2 separate regions of the Anser cygnoides genome follow, and region 1 is linked to region 2. The links are chromatin contacts, called in public Hi-C maps. All regions are on one chromosome and are shown on one strand. The core of a region is the stretch at or near the end of the contact, and the rest is flanking DNA. Distances in the headings are between cores, read along the strand shown. Region 1 holds the start of FBXO9 (F-box protein 9). Region 2 has its middle 18 kb from the start of ELOVL5.

Evidence for each region. A called contact is a pair of places that touch in the nucleus more often than the background predicts.
Region 1: a Hi-C map of liver shows a contact between it and region 2, with 3 times the contacts expected there. The contact joins the promoter of FBXO9 here to the enhancer-like site in region 2. A contact is called at or near these places in 2 of 7 Hi-C or Micro-C datasets (both in liver).

Annotation. Positions count from the first base shown.
Region 1 is chr3:97,843,680-97,848,906 of Taihu_goose_T2T_genome, reverse strand. It overlaps FBXO9 (F-box protein 9), which reads left to right and starts at 1,870. Exons shown (of 13, transcript XM_048078089.2): 1 at 1,870-2,116. CILK1 (ciliogenesis associated kinase 1) reads right to left here and starts at 1,678. Exons shown (of 15, transcript XM_048078077.2): 1 at 1,524-1,678; 2 at 1,203-1,294.
Region 2 is chr3:97,730,905-97,735,768 of Taihu_goose_T2T_genome, reverse strand. No RefSeq gene overlaps it. Among named protein-coding and RNA genes, the nearest start is that of ELOVL5, 18 kb to the left of the region's middle. Within about 2 kb of position 3,123, at least 2 of the 3 cell types and tissues checked have open chromatin away from gene starts, as enhancers often do. A contact at or near this core is called in liver, where this site is marked.

The DNA.
Region 1 (5,227 bases), core at 621-3,120, 110 kb before region 2:
GGGATTAGGGCCCAGCTGGATTTTAGTATAATTACACGAAGATAATCCCCGGGGGGCTGGCCTCACTGCCATCTCCGAGATGAGTTTAAATAGCAAAACAGTACGGCCACGCAGGACTGCGGAACTGCTAGCAAACAGCAGGAAGAGAGCTGCTTTCCCGTTACCGCTCAGGCATCCACAGCGCTGTCCCCCAGCTGTAGTCTTCCTGCTACTGTGCAGAAGGCCTGATCCTGCCCTTCCTGAGCACTGGAGGCTCCTGCTGGCTCTAGCGGGATCACAGGGACGGAAGGAGGAGGCACACAAGGGAAACAAAGAACAAAAAACAATTGGCCTCAAGCGACCGACTGCCAGACCCAACTGTAACAATAACTCTGTCCTACCTGCTTTTCACACTCCTTCACTTCGGTTTTAAAAGTACATCACAAAATTATTTCCCTGGGGCTTGGGGTTTACAAAACAAAGTGAGCTGGGCTTGGAACTCAGGAGCATGGCACACGCAGCTCCTCCCCTGGGCGGTATGCTGTGCCAGGGAATCCTACAGCGAAGTGCACTCATTTAAAAGGAGGTTTGTTTAAAAAGCCTGAAAGGTCTGGATGCCCAGACCACGCATCTAAATAGAGGCTGATCTTCAGAGCAGTTACATTGCTTAAATTAAAATAATATTTCAAGAGAACAGAGAAGAGTTAAATCTCCTTCTGTAGGCATGCATCACTCTCAGTGAAGCCAGCTGGAGCTGGGTGTACTTATTCAAAAGAGATTTCTGCTTTAAGTCATCCCTATTACATCTTCTAAGCATAAACGCGTACTTGTGTCCAACCCCGTGACAGAGCACCCTGTTTTTCTGTTGTTAGAAGCAGGCTTCCCTCCCTCCCTGATGAACAGAGACACACCCAGGCAGGAGAAAAGCCTGACAGCTCTGCCTCCAAGCCCAAACTACAAGCCCCGTTACAGACAACCCGTTGTAGCGGTATGGAGCATCTGTAAACCTCAGCCGCTCTGCTACAACCCCAACCCCTCACCCTCGCTGCTCCAGACCACGAACTCCACGGGCGTGCCTGCAGCCAGCCCCGTTACTTCTCCCTCTCCTCCCCACGGGTGTAGTGGGTGAAGGGCTGGTTTGAAAGCTGTGCCACCCCCCTTACACTCCCTCTGGTGACTCTCTCCCCGTTGCCTGCCAGCGCTGCCCAGGCCCGAGCTCTCACCTGCCTGCCCACTACAGACACACATTCCTCACGGCTGCAGGCATGGATAAGGGTTAACAGCTCACATGTAAAGACACACAGACGGTATTTTCCTGAAAACAACAACAAAGACTGTTATGCAGATTTAAAACCCGATTTCCACCCAGTTTTGGAGAACCTGACCGCGCACGCCACGTACAAACACAACACCCCCCGCAATAAAACCTTCTCACTGGGGCGGGCGGGCGAGGACACGGCACGATGAGAGGCGCGCGGCTCGAACACCACCACCGCCACCCCTCCCCTTCGTTAGCCAGCTGCTAATTAGCCCGGCCCACTCACCCATCGCCCACAAAGGGCCTCCAGAAAGGGCAGGGCCCCCCCGTGCCGGCGGCAGCAGCAGCACGGCGCTGGGCCGCGGCGGCCTCGGGCGGGAGCCGAGCCCGGCCCCAGGCCCGGGCCGCTCGCCGAGAAAATGGCGCCGCCCAGCGGGGACGGAGCGCTGCCGCCGGACTACACTTCCCGGCAGCCTCTGCGCTGGCCGGGGCAGGGATCCCCGCTGGACTTCATTTCCCAGCAGGCACCGCGCAGCGGCCCTTCATGCAGGAGAACGGCGGCGGGGCCGCGGTGCGCGCTGGGATTCGTAGTCCCCGCCGCGGCGGCGGCGCTGTCTCCTCAGAGCGGCCCGCGCGGCGGGCGGCGCTCTGGCGCGGCGGGTCGGTGTGGCGCCGTGTCCCCGCCGCTCCCGCTCCGCCGGCCCCTCACCGCCGGGCAAGATGGCTGCCGTCCGCAGGGCCCGCCGCGACTCCCGCTGCGTGGTGCGCTTCTCCGACCGAGAACTCTGCTAAGTGCCCCCCGCGGGGACCAGGCGGGACGAGGGAAGGGGGGCACGGACCCCCGGCACGGGACGGAGCCGCCCGAGGGCCGGCAGCATGGTGAGAGGGGGCGGCGGAGGGCGGTGGGGCCGGGCTGGGGGGCGGCCGCTGCCGGGAGCGGGGGCTGCACCCCTTAACGCGACGCCTCTGAGGTGATCTGGGGGCAGGCACCCCGCTCGTTAAGGGTTTGGGGTCTGAGGTGTCAGGAGGCTGGGTCAGGGCTGCTTTCCCGACAGCACCGCCGGGTCAGTTCAGCTGTCCGCCCTGAGAGCCCGGCCATTCAAACCCAAGCCTTTTATATCCTTCAAGAGCCCTCAGAACTCACCACTACGACTTAAAACACCAATTTTTGGACATAATATCACTCCAACCACATAGACAAAACCATGAGCTACTCCTCATTTCCCTACAGTTCAAGGAGAGCGTTGGCCATCGGTCACAGTTTTGCAGTGTCATCCCTGCTTATTCTCCAGTTCCCAACGATTGGCACGTAGCCCTCTTGGGCTTTGAACTGTTTCTTACCTTTATTTTGCTGAAGCAAAGATCCGGAATGCTCAGCTGCAGTGCCGAGCCCTCTAGGAAGTGGCTGTTGTGCTCGGAGGAGAGCAGCATGCAGTTGTTGATTGCAAAATAGTTAAAGCTAAGCCACACACACGTAAGCTAGTTTTTGCATTTGGCAAATATTTTCTAAAGCTTTGCAAACAAATCAGAATCAAATTGACTCAGCAGACTTCTTTTTGCAGGTCACAGGCTGGCTCTGATGTTTGCTGTCTCCCTGTTGACCTTTTGGATGCTTGGTTTGCTGCCACTTTTCTCACGGCAAAAATCGTTTGAGCTGATCAGCCTGCACTGAGGATGGCTCGCTTTTTAAGCAGGATCGAGTCGCTGTTACGTAGGATGCCTGAGTTGTAGCACAAGGAAGGCCAATAGTAAAGATGAACAGGCTTGATTTCTTTAAGCTACTAAGTAGTAACAGTACCTGATTCTGTGAACTTGAGGAGCTATAATTACAGCTTAAGTATTACCAGAATGCAGGGAAGGAGCCAGTTTTTACAAGTCAAAACCTGCCCTGGGTACGATCTCATGAGCTGCCTGCCAGTGGTGATGCCTGCTTTACCCGTGTGTTTACGTGTTTGTACTAGCAAAACCATGGGGATTTCACAGATCAAATAAAGAGCAGAAAGGTTGTTAATAGAGAACAGTTTTCCAGTCCAGTTAGCTGTTCAGTAGCAACGTGAAAGAATTGCATTACTGATAAATTTGGAGGGATGATAGCTTGTGCTGTCACTGCTGACAGAAGACAAACCTGTCATATGAGAGACTGCAGAACAGACGTGAACTCGGCATAGAAGTAAAGATGAAAGCCAAACTTTGGTTGTAAAGAATTTTTTAATGCTTTCTGGTTTTTTGTACAGCTGTTGGGCTTTGGAGTAGGTCTCCATAGTATGGTATATTTTTATTTTTATTTTTTATTTTGGATTGAGATTGAGAGCACATTGAAGTGTTAAAGAGCATTGAACCATATTTTGGAAGCAGTTGATCCAGAACCATGGCTGATTTTTGACTCAGAAATGAAGAGCAGGTAGGGCAGTTGAAACAAAGGCAAGGGGAAGAAAATCAAGACTCATGAAAAGTTACTGAAACCAAGTTTTTGAACAGTAGGTAGAACCAGAGAGTACCCCGAGCTGGAAGGAACCAACAAGGTAGACTTCAGCCAACTTTAAAATGCAATTCCAACTCTTATTGGCTTAAAATAGCTTATTTGCAGACTTTGTAGTTTAAAGCTTTTAATGGGTGTGCCTTTATGCGCCGGGAGATAATGTGTTGATTTAGTTAGAAATAACTTTCCTAGTCTCTGCATTTTGCAGATAAAACCAGGCTTCTTCTGCCCAGACTGAGAGCTGCCTGGACAAAATTCAGCTGCAAGCCAGAAGCCTTGTGGCTCTGCACTCTGTGCAGGCAGAGGTAGGCCTTGTTTGTGCCAGCACCGTGCCGTAATAACGCAGATACAAGACATGCGTGGCAGAGCTAGCTTGTTCCTGCCTGTCTCTGCCCGGCGTAGGTGTAGCCCCTCTGTGCCGAAGTACTCTGCTGATAGGTAGGTCTGCTGCAACTTGTACAACGTTAACAGCCTGCAACCAAATTCTGGAGTCAAAAACCATGATGTTTCTAAGTTATTTTACTCCTTGCTCAGATTTAAGGCTTTGGTACATTCTGGCTTACCTACTTCCTCCACTGAGAAATTTAAAATACACAACCTTAAGAATCAGTGTAGAAGCAGACACAATGTCTTTTTTAACCAACCAATGCTGTTTGCATATTGAATTGTAAAAGATCAATCAACCAACGTATCAGTGAAAGCACATCTACAGATGACAAGCCAGTCCAGTAAGTCTGTGGTAGTTTAGGGAACCAGGGACAGGTGCTACGAGCTGGACTCCAGGGATGTGCTTGTCACCAAGACAAAGAGATTAAACTTTTGCCCATCGGGTTTGCCAGTGTTCTGCTTGATCGTCAGCGTCCAGGTGTTATATAAATTCTGTAAACTTTCTGAATGCAGAAATGCTTTGACAGCTGCACTGATGCTGTGCAGGAGATAGGGATTTAATTACGAGAACTCCAAAGACTCTCACTAGTAAGTTTACAGGATGTCATTTTAAGTCTTCGAGGGCTATCTGCAGGAGGATGGAGGGGGACGCAGAGCTTCTATAAGTAGTGCTGGTAATCTTAATGCCAGGTTTACCTTCTTAATCTCACTTTGTGTGACATACTTGCAGAGCTAGATGTGAATTTTAGCACAGAATCTTATAAAAACTGGGATGCCTCAGAAGCAGGAAGAACTTTAAACAAATGTCTCAGTCTTTATTGATTTTTTTTTTTCTCTACTGGCATCTTGCTGCTGTTTTCATTGTGGTGGCTTGTCACTGATACTCAGAGTTTGTTTTATTTTAGCACAGATTCTATACAGTCCAAGTACATTTTAGCAATGAGAAATTTCCCTTTCTGAAGTAGGATGGGGGAAGCTTCTTTTTTTCTTTTTTTTTTTTTTTAAGGAGGGGTATTTTTAAGTTCTGCTCTTAAACTAGCTGTCTAACTGATATGTTGGGCCTTGTTAAGTTCAGTAAAAGCTTTGTCTCATTTAAGGTCTTATTTGTTTAACTTATCTCACAG
Region 2 (4,864 bases), core at 1,874-4,373:
ACACGTATTTATGGTGTTGGCAGTTCATTTTAGTTAGCTGGGAAAAAAAGGATCAAAAAAGAAGCTCTGAAAGCAAAATTGAAAACCTAAGGAAATGATGCAGAATGCTGGAAAGGGAAAACAGTGAAGAAAACAAAGGAAAGACACCTGAAGAACAGTAGCTGTGCAGCAGAAAGAAATTAGATAAGGTTTGAAGAAATTGTAACAAGGAAATGCTGGCTGAAGAAGAGGACGAAATTTTGAACAGGCTGAACTGTAATACCAATAAGGATACAGGCAATCATATAAAATCTGTTTTAATATTCTCTTTTTGAAATACCAGCAGTGAAAAATAAGACCACAAATATCTTACTTTGAACCAGCAATAGAAGCTATAAGCTCAGCTTTCTTGCAAATACTCCCTTGCGCTAGCAACATAGCCTACTGAAGGCAATGAGTTCAGACTTCACTGCTCCCAAAGAAAGACAGAAGAGAAGAAACAAAAAATACCAAGGACCGTAACTGCTTCCAGCCAGCACTCAGGCCAGGCCATGGTACAAAGGGCAATCCTTTATGCACCAGCAGTGCTTTACTTTCCTGGGAAACAGAGGGTGTATTAACATGCCTCAAAGCCCTCTGCATGCCACGGAGAGGGCACACGAGGGTAAGCACCAGGAGAGCCACCGAGCACGATGGAGAACACAGTGCTCTGCATGCAGAACACAGCAGCAGCAAATCAAATAGCCCTGATCATTAGCGATCCCCTGTGGCTTTTTGTAGGGTGCTAATCAGCACCTTGGCTATTTTCCAGCCTGCGTGATTACATTCTGCCTGCTGAAATTACTTTCAGCAGTTTAAACTGAATTTGACATCTTTTTCATTTCCCAGCCTGAACTGCTAGGTGGAAGTGCTTGTGCTGCGTGGCAGATGGCAGACAAGACTCCTGACCCATGGGACGGTTGTGCTTCGATGGTAGGAAATGCCCTCGTACCTCTATCTGTTGTTTTTTTTTTTTCTTTTTTTTTTTTTTTCCCGTGTGTTAGTAAAGCAAGTTGGTTAATATTTTTGCGGTGGTTTCCACATGGCTGGAAATTGCTCTCAAAGTACAAAATGCAGCCCCAGCCTTATTAAGGGCTGATGTCTTCCAGTGCAAATGCCTTCTTTGAAGGCTGTAAGTGCCATCTAGTACTTAAGGAAGTGTGCACGCAGGCAATCAGGCAGGTTCCCAGATGACAGTTGGCCTCCACTACCTGTTTGCTGTCAGCCCACGGGATTATGATGTAAAACCTGTTAGCTGCAGGGATTCAACTAACCGAGCCTTATTTCACAACTGCCACGGGCTGAGAAGACAAGGCAGAGCTCGCCGGTGCTGTACGCGGAGCAGGAAGCTGCCTGCAGGAACAAGCTGCTGGGAGCCGCAGGCTGCGCTCACTTCCAAATGGCAGGCACCTGCCGCCCACCCTGATCACACCTCGCGCCTCCACCTCCCCAGACCCACGAGCAAAATCTGCTCTGCCACTGCTGCAAGCTTGAATTTTGCTCACGCTGCTGAGAAGCCTTGAGCCGGCTGTCGCACACCCAGTTACTGCGCTCCGGTTGACAAACATTAACTCATTAATCATGGTAATTTACCCTCAGAATACCATTGCAAGAAAAGGGATCAAATTCTCTCGGCTCGTTTTGGATAATTGCACTACTTTTGGGAGCTTAGCGAGAGGAGTATCTGACCCTTAATCTCCCAGCAGTCCCAGTTGCTACACGGAGCTCCTCCTCATGAATCCTCCAGGTTCTCAGGCAGTTCTCCTGTTCCCAATTGCTCTGAAATTAAAAATAAATAAATAAATAAATCTGTTCAGGCAAGCTTGGCTGAATGTTTCATTGTTCCTTGGTTTCTAAACACATGGAAACACATTTACTTCTGCTGCTGTCTAGCTAGGGAGGAACAGCTACTAAAAAAACCTCTGAGAATGCAACGGGAAACAATGGGGTTTTGAACCTGACAAGCTGTAAGCCCCAAAAGAATGACTTCTGACAAAGAAAAAAAGTATAAAAAATATTTATTCCTGCTATATACAAAACAAACTCTTTTTTTTTTCCTTTTTCTTTTTTTCAAACCCGTAAGAACAAATGCCCTTTGTTTTCAATGTATTTTTGAAAATGGTGGCGTCGATAGCAGGGAAAAACAGTTTTAATGCCTTGTTTGGGGAAAATGCATCAGCACTTCCTGTCTTTGTCAATGAAACGTTCCTCAGCCTTGGCAAACAGACAGGCCCCTGGGCTGCGCTGCCTGAATACCCTTGTATTTCTCCCGAAAGAAAGCCGTGTTCCCCCTCTCCACTTCCAGCTGTCAAGTTCAGTGTTTGCTCTGAGGTCACCGAGCAAGCCTGTTAGGTGAGCTCAAGGTATTGTTAACACAGAGATATTCCTAAGCTGACCTTGTGGCAAAATTTTTATAATACTACAAAGGATATGCCAGCTCAATATTTTTTTTGCCGGGCAGCAACTGCAAGGAGCCAGACATATGATAGTTACAAATGTGTTTTTGTGGTCCACGGAGGGTTTTCCTGAAGGCAGAACAATAAACTATAATGTATGCACACTCCTTTTTCTTGATTTCTTACTCTTTCTTCCAGGATCCATGAGAAATTTAGCTTGCAGCAAGAGGTAATTTTGGGTTTGCTATGAAAACAGCACAAATGAATAGTTTTCACCTTAAAAATCTTAAATTGTTCGCTAATCTTAACTACCAAAAGATGACAATAATTTAAGGGAAACCACTTGGAGCATTTTGTGACCTAATTATGCTTTTGTGTCCTCTGGCAGCGAGAAAAAGCTTTAAAATGTAGATACACTGCAGGCTATTTTACCTTGCCAGAAAGATGTGTGTAAGCACATGTGTCAGTAGGGCAATAACCACTGTCTTGTGTTGCAGTGATTTGAAATTGTATGGCATTTTCTTACATCTGCTGTGAAAGGGAAATTAAGGACAAGGTCTAAATTCAGCAAAGTCAAATATCATACCTTCTGAATTTTGTGAAGGATCAAGCTTTTATCAAAACTGAGCTTTTTGACTTTTGTCAAAAAAGTCTTTTACTTTCCCTGTTCCTGTAAAACGCACAATTCATGTGTACGGTTCTGCACAATACTGAACATTCAAGAGGGGAAAATGTTCCTTAGAAACAGCTTTATCTCTCTACCCATTTGGTGCTAATATCTGCTGTAGTGGAAAGGACGTGGCAGCAGACAAGTGTGCCGTACTCCTGGTCTGCCTTCCCCTTGTAAAAATCTTAAACAACATTTTCCCTGAGATAAATACGGTGTATTTGCAAGGGACTTTAAGGACATTGCCTTTATATGTTTACACAAACCCTGACTGCATGCGTAGCTTACATAACAGTGCCAATGAATGGGTAAGCAGATAAGATCAACAGAAGATAATCTGCTTACCCCTTTCAATTGCAGAACCCTCCTGCTGGATGACATTCTGCTGTCACTTAGCGTAGGCATAACGCTGAGGTAACCTCGGAGCTCTAACCCTGCTTTTATAGCAACACAGGTGAGAGAATCGGAATTTGGCTGCCTGCCTCATTTGGTACAAAATGCTCTGGACATCAGTTACCATCAGGCAACGAATCAAAGATCTGCATGGCTCTGCACGGTCCTCACAGATGAGCTGCTTTCAGGTGCTATCTTTTTTAGATAAATGCCATGCAGCTGGTAGAAGTTGAGGGGTGAAACTTTGGCATTAGAAACGTGCCTTGCACTGGAAATCTGTATGAACAATAAAAGCCTGAAGGAAATGTGGATGGGCATTTGTGTTTGAAAGAGCAGGAAGGTTTCTCCAGGTACAGCAAATGGTCTAGAGAACGGGCACTGAGTTGGAAGAGGAAAGCAAGCATCGGTGGGAATATTCAGGAGGAATGATATGAGGACATCATTCATCATGAGATGGACAAATGAGGAGATATGATCTGTTCTGAAGCAGTTAAAACCAAATTGCTGATGTGACTACCTGTGTGTCATCTGACACAGGTAAAGGCCCTGCAAAGCATTCATAGATACAGTCAGGCATGTTGAATTTGAGGAAATATAGGAACTCCCATTAAAATGACACTTTATCTTCTGTCTTTTCTCCTCCCTTCTGCACTCCTCCCTCTCTCTTTGTTCATCCTTTCCACCATTCTTTCCATCTCAGGCCTTCAGAGGAATAAAGATCTGTTTTTCTGCTGCCAGCCTCTGGCCTCAGGTTGGTCCTGGAGGCAAAAGGCATGAACTGCTCACAGACCTGCAGTTTTCCAAAGGTTCTGGGTTTTTGCATAGGTCCTGAGTACGCTCAGAAACAGGTTCTAACATTAAAAAAAATAAATAAAAAATGTAGAAGAGGTAGAAGCAAGGACAGGTGACCCAGGAAGAATATAGAGGAACTGCACGGGATTTGAATATGGGTAACATCAAGAATGGTAACAAGTCAAACAGCAAAAGGAAGACTATGTGAAGACTATTTGGTCCTGCTTTTGAGTGGGGCAAAGGATGTGGTGACAGACTGAAAAAGCTGATGTACTCAAAGCCTTCTTCACCTTGGTCTCTACTGTTAAGACTGGCCTTCAGAATTTAAACAAATTGGACATATACAAGTCCATGGGACCTATAGGATGCACCCATGAGTGCTGAGGGAGCTGGCCAATGTCATTGTGAGGCCACTCTTGATTATATTTGAAAGATCTTGGCACTCAGGAGGGGTTCCTGAGGACGGGAAGAAAGCAAATGTCACTCCTATTTTCAAGAAGTACAAGAAGGAAGATCTGAGGAACTGGGATGGGGCTGGTTAACCTTGCCTCAAACCCTGTAAAGGTGATCGAGAAAATCCTCCTGGAAGCCAATTCCA